2 separate regions of the Sus scrofa genome follow, and region 1 is linked to region 2. Evidence: chromatin contacts called from public Hi-C data. All regions are on one chromosome and are shown on one strand. The core of a region is the stretch at or near the end of the contact, and the rest is flanking DNA. Distances in the headings are between cores, read along the strand shown.

Evidence for each region. A called contact is a pair of places that touch in the nucleus more often than the background predicts.
Region 1: a contact with region 2 is called in a Hi-C map of liver, with 2.8 times the contacts expected there. The contact joins the promoter of BAG6 here to the promoter of NCR3 in region 2. A contact is called at or near these places in 1 of 5 promoter capture datasets (fetal skeletal muscle), 2 of 47 Hi-C or Micro-C datasets (blood and liver) and 1 of 2 datasets of contacts at active chromatin or transcription factors (alveolar macrophages).

What each region holds. Positions count from the first base shown.
Region 1 is chr7:23,765,851-23,770,376 of Sscrofa11.1, forward strand. BAG6 (BCL2 associated athanogene 6) reads right to left here and starts at 2,809. Exons shown (of 26, transcript NM_001145382.1): 1 at 2,548-2,809; 2 at 1,756-1,876; 3 at 266-383; 4 at 1-145. The coding sequence starts at 1,863. It also overlaps a transcript of APOM not described here.
Region 2 is chr7:23,714,268-23,719,468 of Sscrofa11.1, forward strand. It overlaps NCR3 (natural cytotoxicity triggering receptor 3), which reads right to left and starts at 2,721. Exons shown (of 5, transcript XM_013977630.2): 1 at 1,716-2,721; 2 at 1,527-1,614. The coding sequence starts at 1,569. It also overlaps a transcript of AIF1 not described here.

The sequences.
Region 1 (4,526 bases), core at 1,559-4,058, 52 kb after region 2:
ACGGAGGCCCCAGGCCCCCGAGTACCAGGTGGGGGTCCCCCACCATGGGTGGCTGAGGCAGACCCTGTTCCAGAAGATGCCCCTGAAGGGAGCTGAGTCTGAGGAGGAGCCCGTTCCACAAGGTGGATAACTTTTCCTCCAACATCTGCAGAAAAACAAACAAACAAGATACACACAAAAACATATGATCAGGTAAACCCATGGCCTCAGCCCATCACTCTGGACAGCAGCCTCATCCTCTGAACTGCCTCCCCCGCCCCCTTACTGTATTCCTGGAGCTTCTTATCATCCTGCAGAACACGGCCCTGGTAGATAAGCCGTTGTTTCTCAGAAGGGATGCTGACAGAGGCAGCAATGTGCTCCTTAAACTCCTTTACATTCATCTATAAGGAAGAGGAGACATGAATAAGAATCAGGGAATGGAAAAAAAAAAAGGACGGAGGAGGGACAACTGACCTGTGAGGGGTAAAAACCATCCCATCATCAAATCACTACCAATCTGTCTGTTTTTTTTTTTTTTTAATTTTCTTCATCTTTTTTTTTCCTTTTAGGACCGCACTCACAGCATATGGAAGTTCCCGGGTTAGGGGTGGCATCGGAGTTGCAGCTTCTGGCCACAGCCACAGCCACAGCCATGCTGGATACAAGCTGGATCTGTGACCTACACTACAGCTCACGGCAACGGCAACGCCAGATCCTTAACCCACTGAGCCAGGCCAGGGATTGAACCCTCATCCTCATGGATACTAGTCTGGTTCATAGGCTGCTGAGCCACAACGGGAACTCCCAATTTGTCTTAATTGTGAGGTAATCATTGTGCAAAGCCCTGAACTAAGGCAACATTTGTCAAAACACAGACATTAAACATATAAAACTCCAGGTTATGGACCTAAGAGAAAAATTACAGGGCTGATAAAGAGAAAAGCCCATGGACATTCCCTTCTGTCCTTGACTTCCAAAAGAATGTGTCTGTCTAAAGATACCAGTGACCCCCTCCTCAAGCACAAAATGATACAACTCTGTACTCTCAAAGATAAAACAATGACAAAGACACCGTGGTGAAGAATCTAGTTAAGGAAAGAAGACTCAAGCAAGAAAAAAGAAAAAGGAGCAAAACGGAAAAACATTTTTCCTAACTAGACAACTAACTCCACTTGGGAAGTACCAAACTATTTACATACCCAATCACAAAAGCCTATAGAGTTTCCCTAAATACATGTTTTAAAACTATGGGTCAACCCCCTCATGATCTTTTCTACAACTATTAGAGAAGTAATGCCACAGACAGCTGTGTCCATGACATCAAACTCAAAAGATTCAAATTACATCATAAATATCAGTAATTCCACTCAACATTCTATTAGGACTCCACCTGCATTAAAGGACCCCAATTCTATTCTTTAAAAACACAGTACAGGCCTTGCCAATTTTTCTTCTTAAGACACACTTGCATTTTAGGTTCTGTTCAAAGGACAGGAACCATGTCTGTCCCTTTGAGCTGGGGTTCACTCATGATGTTGGCAGAGATTCCTCCTTCCTTCTTTCCTTCTACATTGAGTTTTACTGAGGTAAAAGAAAGCAGAAGAAAATCTGCCTCACACAACAGAAAGCATACACCAAACGTTCTGGCTACAATATTAACAAAAAAAAATCAATGAAAGAAAATCAGAAGACCAGAAGATAAGACTCTTATCTCAGAAAAAGGAACCTACAAAAAGAGTTAATAGGTGTCTTCCAGAAGTACTGGGGTCTCACCTGGGCCCCCACAATAAAGGTCCGGGTCTGAGAGTCCAGGGTCTTCACCAGCACCTCCAGGCTTTCAGGCTCTTCCATAGTGGTACTGGTACTATCATTGGGCTCCATGGCCGACAGCTCTCTAAGGAAGAATGGAGGGAGGGAGGCCCGCTGTCGCCCAGAGCAGATTTTTATATACCCGGAAGCCACCCCGGCCAGAGACTCCGCCCCCACACCTGAAGAGTTTCTCTCACACAAGCACACACTCTCACACCCGCCCCCAGCCCCTTTCTGATTCCGGGGCACAGAGAGAGAAACACAAAGGGCAAGAGATCGACGGCACAGGGAGGTGGAGGACGGGAGGTGGGAGGGGCTCCACGATGCCAATCACAATAAAGGAGGGCCAGTCTGGCTAGGAAACAGGGAAGGAAACACAGGACCAGTGTCATCACCGGTCGCGATAGGATAAGGGCCCGAGAAGTCGTCAAGCCCAGGGACAACGCGAGAGCGAGGGTCGCGCCACTCTGCGGAGAAAGTGGTTTCGCGCACGCGCGCCACGCCACGCCCGTCGAACCCGCTTAAGTCACGACGGACTCGAGATAATGGACACTCACAGGGGGCCAGAACTGCTAGCTGACTGCCCCCCTCTTCTACCTTCCCTCGGTGCTCTAGCAGAGCGGCGCAACCAACACACACACACACACACACACACACACACCCCACACACACACCACACACACCCACTCACACTCCTCCACCCGCGGCTCCGCCCCCGACTTCCCCACGGTACCGTCACTTCCGGTCTCCCCCAACCTGCCACCGACGGTCACTTCCGTTTCCCCGATAGTATTTGGGGATCGCGAGGCGGTACTTCCGGCTCCCCCAGGTCCCCAAGCTTTACTTTTGTAGGGCACGAAGATTAAGTTATCAGCCCCAAACTGAGTTCCTGGGGGCGAGACGGGCCGGGGCCGGCCTAGATGGGAGGGAGCCGAGCACCCCGAAGAGCCGCCGCCGCCACCGTCTCCCGGGGTACCTCACTGCGCCTGCGTGCGTCGCACTACGCATGCGTACACACTTCGGCACCGCCCCACCCCCTCCGGCCCTGTTCATTTCTCCTGTGCGCGCGCGCTTAAGCAGTAGGGGGTTGTGGTGGCCGCTATAAATGCCTGAAGAAAAAAATTACAAAGTGAGACTCTTCGACTGCCTCGAGGGGGGTTTTGAACAGTTGTATGGAGTTTGGAATCTGGAGCCTGAGAGTTGTGCCTCGCTAATTTACGTTAAAGTTTTGGCCTGCAGAGAAGTTGAGGCGGCACTGACCAGGCCACCTAGAATTCTGTCAGCCTCTCACAATCGCTCTCGCTGCGCCGCTCCTTCGGCGCCTCCGGAAGTCACCCTTTCCATAGGCGGTTGGAGGTGGTTCTCGAGCTGACTTTCCTGCGGTGGCGTCGTTGGGCCTGACCTCGGTGGGCCTGACCTCGGTTTTGCCCGTGGGCGTTTTGTGGAGCGTGGGCGCCATGTTCCTTCCCGCGGTGTGCGGCCGCGGGGGGACATTATCATGTTTTGGAAAAGTTGAGGATTTACTACCTTTCAGGACGTTTGTTTATAAAAAAGGACGCCTCCGAGATTGGGAATTGGGAGCAAATGGAGTCAGACTGGACTGAAACGCAAGACTCTAACCTTGGGGAATTGAAAGGGCCGCCTAATGGCTTCTGCAGGCCTGAGGTCTGGGGGGTTACCGTCCCCTCTGCTCTCCCCCCTTCCCCCCGCCCCTTGGGCAAGGGCCTCGTTTCCGCGGTGCTGCCGAGGTCCCTGTCTCCAGTGCCCAACCTTTCTGGGCTTCATATTATACCCATCTCAGTACTGTTTGAGTTAAGAGTTATAAGGAGGACCTGTTTAGTGAGCGCCTAGTCTATGTCAGCCAGTTTGCTGAGGGTTTCACATATTGTCATACGTAAAAGCTTTTCAACATCTGAGCTAGTTATTACACACGTTTTATTGGTGAGTGCTCCTAGGGGAATGTAAGTGGCAGAACCGACCAAATCCAGGCCTACCAGACTCCCAAGCAGTTATACTTTACTCCCCCAATAACTTGTGTCTAATTTTTTATTATAAAAAATGTGAAACATTACCCCAAACAGTGTAATGAACCGTCATATACCCACCCAAATTTTGTTCTTTTAACCAAATCACAAGCCTATAGCAGTCCATGGGTTATAAATAATCTATAAAAGAAGTCTCATTAACTGCTCTCATTGTAATAACTAGCTCAGATGTGGAAAGGCTTTTATATATGACACTTGGCACTACCCAATGACTGCCTCTTGACGATTCTTTCCTTGCCTCTTATTATTTGAGAACTTAATTCCCCCCCAGAGACTATAAAGTGCTTTACAAACATTACTATTAATTATAGCGAATGTTTACTTTGGACTTAGAATGTGCAGGCCTTCGCTAAGGGCTTTATCTGCATTAGCTCTTTTAATCCTATAAGATTAATGATTTGCTCAATTTACAGATAAAAAACAGGCATAAAGATTAACAAAATTGTCGAAGATCTATAAGTAACAGAAATTAGAGTTTGGACCCACTCTGTCTGACACCACTGTCCATTCTTTTTAAGCACTAGATTATGTGGCCTCTTACCTGTAGTAATAAACAGTGAGTGAATGAATTAATGTGTCAGCAAACTTTGGGGAGGGCATAATATTGTTTCCCCAATAATAACTTAAGAGAGAAAGCCTCCCATCCACCATGCTCCAGCACCCAGTTCACACCTGTTCTAAAGCACTTAC
Region 2 (5,201 bases), core at 1,471-3,970:
AGAGAAGTCCCAGAGAAATGCCTCCCCAGTCACTCAAAAGAGAAAAGGCAAGAGAGCTTGCAGAACATTCCAGCTGTCCCCCCACCCACAGAGGCCCAGAGGGACAAGCATTTTAAATGTCTCATTAAACCCTTTCCTCTTTACCAATCTACTTTCCTAAGATTGCTTATTAAATAGGTTGTCAAATTCTTTCTCCTACCAGCTCTCACCCTCATCCTTGGTCCCATCATTCTCCGCTAGTATCTTTTTGCGGAAATTTAACCCATGACAACGAAGTTGAAGCTCATGAATGAATGTGGCTGCCTAGTTAATGAATATCATTAATTATGTTATTCCAGATATTATTTTAGTACTAAGAGCATTCTGTAGGATACCACCCTTGCTACTTTCTGTTGCTTTTGTTGTTGAAGAGCGTTAACTAATTACATCTCTAGGGGAAGGCATGGCTGTAACTGGTTGAAATCCCTATTTGAGACCCCAGTATGGATCCTTCATCCAAACTGATGAATTAAGCCAATTCTTAAAATCCTTGTTTAAATTCTCTGGTTAATTCTTCTATTTCAATGATTCTCAAACTTGAGGGTACATGGGATCACCAGGAGTGTTTTGTTAAAACAGATTCCCATGGGACTTCCTGTTGTGGCTCAGCGCTAATGTACCCAATAAGTATCCATGAGGATATGGGTTTGATCCCTGGCCTCGCTCAGTGGGTTAAGGATCTGGTGTTGCCGTGAGCTGTGGTGTAGGTCGCAGATGCATCTCGGATCCCATATTGCTGTGACTGCGGCATAGGCTGGCTCTGATTTGACCCCTGGCCCGGGAACTTCTGTATGCTGAGGGTGAAGCCCTAAAAAGCCAAAAAAGCCAAAAAAGCCAAAAAAAAAAAAAAAAAAAAGAGAGAGAGAAAGAAAGAAAAGAAAGGAAAGGAAAAGAAAAATGCAGAAAAGGAAAAAGAAATACTAAAACAGATTCCCTGGCCCTATCCTAGAATTTTTTCTTGAGTGGGTCTGGAGTAGGCCCAAGAATTTGTCCCAGGTCCCAGCTGATGCTGACACTGCAGGTCCAGGGTCCACACTTAATTTAGTTAATTAATATGTTTGATAATTAAAATCAGTTTCATTAAGAAACTCCACTTAGATCTAATTAGGTCTCCCAAATTCCTAATTGTATCTAGATCTTAGATAGTAAGCCTTGTTTAATAGGCTTATTAAATTCATTGAATTAAAACTTACCCCTTAAAAAATTTGACCCCTTCTTTCAAGCTCTTTTCACTAGTTGTGGGATGGAAGCTGGGCAGCAACTCTCTCAGGGGTGACATGGAGGGAACTGTGAACTAGGGGAGTCCTTGGGGTATCGGCTTTACAGAGGGACCCGCTGCTCCCACTCTCCTTTCCTCACCACATCCCTTGGGGCTCACTGTTCAGCCTCCACCACATCTGCTCCCCTGGGACATCTGTGTCCAGCCTCCCTCATCCTCCCTCCTCCCAGCCCCAACCCCTTAGGGTCCTGGAAACAAATCCTGTCACCTGAATGGACCCTGATCAAGATGAGCAACAGCATCCGGGCCATGGTGAAGGGTGTTCCTGTTGATGAGGGGGACCTGAGCAGTGAGGGCTGAGTGGAAAAAGAATGACCCACCGCTGGTGACCAGGCCTTTGGTCACTGGATGGGGGTAGGGACATTCCTATGACACACACAACTCACACATCACTTACCAAGGACCTCAAGTCCCTAGGACCTTGGACATCCTGGCTCCCTGATGAAAGAGGATGCTGCTGACGGCGATATCTGGGTCGCTAGGAGGTGGGGGCAGCATGTGGGCAGGTTGCCTAAGCGTTTGAGGGGGAGGGTGGGGCTTAGATGGCTGGTGACGTTAGGGTGGGTGGACGGGCGAGACCAGGATGTGGTTCCCCCATCTTCTGAGGTTCAAGACCAACCTTTTACCAAGAATAAGCCTCCAAGAACTTTTCTGTGCCCTGAGCTAACCTACTTCCCCTTCTCTGGGCTCAGTAGCACCCAGGTCCACCCCATCCATTCCCTTTCCCACGGCTGCTCTAGAAATTCTATAAATGGGAGGATTAGCAGAAGTCAGCTGATTGGTGTTGGCGGCCTGGGTGTTGCTAGGGACTTTGTGGAAGCTGCATTTGCATAGCAATCACCCTGTTTCACTTAGACCGTGAGGACTTGGGTGGATTGGCGGAGTGAGTGCAGCGGATGGAGAAGTTTGGCTTCCTTCAGATTCAGAACGCTGTCAAAGGAATACACCTCGCTCAGAGGTCTGTGTAACAAGCGTGTTCTGCACAGATTTATCACCCACTGATAAATTCACTCTTTTTTATTTTTTATTCATTATTTAGCTAACATTTGTTGAGAAATTACAAAATGCCCACATTACACGAAATGCATTTTTACAGACACAAATGAAAGACACATTGCGTTGCAAGTAACTCCAAAGTCATATAGGGAGTGTGCCATACACTCTTGTGTATTACACACCTGCATTAGATAACACAGCACCTAAGAAAGACAAATGACTGTAATATGCTGGGTGAAACCTGCCCAGCCCTCACCACACATTTTTCTCTCTGGCTCCTTTATACGAATACACACTCTTTCTTTCTGTCCATATTCCTAGCTCCGTGTCACAATACATTCATAAACTGTGCAGTTCCCATCTTCCACTGCAGTAATCACGAGCTCTTTTTTTTTTTTTTTTTTGAAAAGTAGTAATTTTTATCATTAAGAATGCTAAGGATCTGGCATTGCCATGAGCTGTGGTGTAGGTCGCAGATGCGGCTTGGATCTGGAGTCGCTGTGGCTGTGGTGTAGGCCAGCGGCTACAGCTCCGACTAGACCCTTAGCCTGGGAACCTCCACATGCCGTGGGTGTGGCCTTAAAAAAACTAAAACAAAAGAATGCTGATTTGGAGTCAGTTTGTTTTCTCACGCCAGCCCCCTACAAAATAGTTACACAATCTTTTTATCTTTTCAGGGCAACACCCAGACATACGGAAGTTCCCAGGCCAGGGGTCGAATCAGAACTACAGCTTCAGGCTTACACCACAGCTCATGACAACACCAAATTCTTTTTTTTTTTCTTTTTTCTTTTAGTCTTTTCTAGGGCCACACCCACAGCATATGGAGGTTCCCAGGCTAAGGGTCTAGTCGGAGCTGTAGCCGCTGGCCTACACCACAGCCACAGCGACTCCAGATCCAAGCCGCATCTGCGACCTACACCACAGCTCATGGCAACGCCAGATCCTTAACCCAATGAGCGAGGCCAGGGATAGAACCCGAAACCTCGTGGTTCCTAGTCGGATTTGTTAATCACTGGGCCACGACGGGAACTTGACAACACCAGATTCTTAACCCATTGAGCAAGGCCAGGGGTCGAACCCACATGCTCATGGATTCTAGTTGGATTCGTTTCTGCTGCGCCACAGCGGGAACCCCGACTAGTTACATAATCTCGAACAAATTGTTGAACCTCTATAAACCACCTAGACAGGCATGGGTACCACACAGTCGGGGCAGGACTCACAGCCATTCTCCATCAGTGGAGTGGCTGCATCTTCCAGACCATCTAACCAGAGGGTGTGGAACTGAGGTGCCATGGCAAGGCAAGGGCTGCCCCCTGGCGGTCACAGAGCACGGGGAGAACTGAGGCACCAATAGATGGCTTTTCTCAACCAGGCCTTAATTCCAGCATCTGCCCTGTCCAAAGAGTCAATGTGAAGAAAATTGTCTCTTCTGCTCAACCATGAGAACCCCGTAGTTTGGGGAGGGAAGGTCAGTACCAGTAGAGTGGGTGTGAGGAGCTGGAATGGGCAACTGGCTTGGGGACAAAACTCCATATTTCACAGGGCATACTCAATCACATAGCACTGCTCCAAGTTCCAGAGTAATGCGGCTTAGAAGTCAAGTCATCATAAATTGGAATCATGGCTCTACTGCTTACACATCTGTAAGATGGGAGTAGCATCTGTCAATTTTCAGACCACACTGTGGTGGAGGCTTAGTGTATGTCTGTCCCTAGAGTCTCCCAGTCCTGTTTGACCAGTGGTATAGCTGGGCTGGAACTCAAAGGTATCTTGCTCTCTCCACCTCTTTCTCTACCTAAGATTTCCAATATCAAAAAATATTGTGGATTCTAAAGAAAGTACTTGGAGTTCCCTGGTAGCTCAGTGGGTTAAAGATCCAGTGTTGTCACCGCTGTGGCCTGGGTCGCTACTGGGGTGTGGGTTTGATCCCTGGCCTGGAAACTCCTGCATGCCAAGGGCATGGCCAAAAAAATTAAGACAGTGATTGCATTTATTTATTTATTTATTTATTTATTTATTTATTTACTTAGAATTTTTAGGGCCACAACCACAGCATATGGAAGTTCCCAGGCTACTGGCTGAATTGGAGCTGTAACTGTCAGCCTACACCACAGCAACAAGGGATCTGAGCCATGTCTGCGACCTACACCACAACTCACGGCAAGCCAGATTCTTAATCTAATATGTGGGGCCAGGGGTCAAACCTGCATCCTCATGGATACTAGTTGGGTTCATTACCACTGAGACACATCAGGAACTTCAGTTATTGCATTTTTTTTAAGTCCATCTAGAATAAATTCTGGTGTGGATTCAAGGATCCTTTTTTTTTTTTTTTTTTTTTTTTTTTTTTTTTTTGTCTTTTGTCTTTGTTGTTGTTGTTGTTGCTATTTCTTGGGCCGCTCCCGCGGCATATGGAGGTTCCCAGGCTAGGGGTGGAATCGGAGCTGTAGCCACCGGCCTACGCCAGAGCCACAGCAACGCGGGATCCGAGCCGCGTCTGCAACCTACACCACAGCTCACGGCAACGCCGGATCGTTAACCCACTGAGCAAGGGCAGGGATCGAACCCGCAACCTCATGGTTCCTAGTCGGATTCGTTAACCACTGCGCCACGACGGGAACTCCTCAAGGATCCTTTTCAATGACACTGAAACCCTCTAAGGAACTTTAACTTGTGGAATGCGAACAGTTGTGTTAATCAGCTCAGCAGACTCGAAGATGGAATTTTTCTTTTTTTTAATTCAATGAATTTTATAGCATTTATACATGTACAACTATCATCACAGCCCAATTTTATAGCATTTCCATCCCCACCCCCCCACCCCCAACCTGTCTCTTTTAGAAACCATAAGTTTTTCAAAGTCTGTGAGTCAGTATCTGTT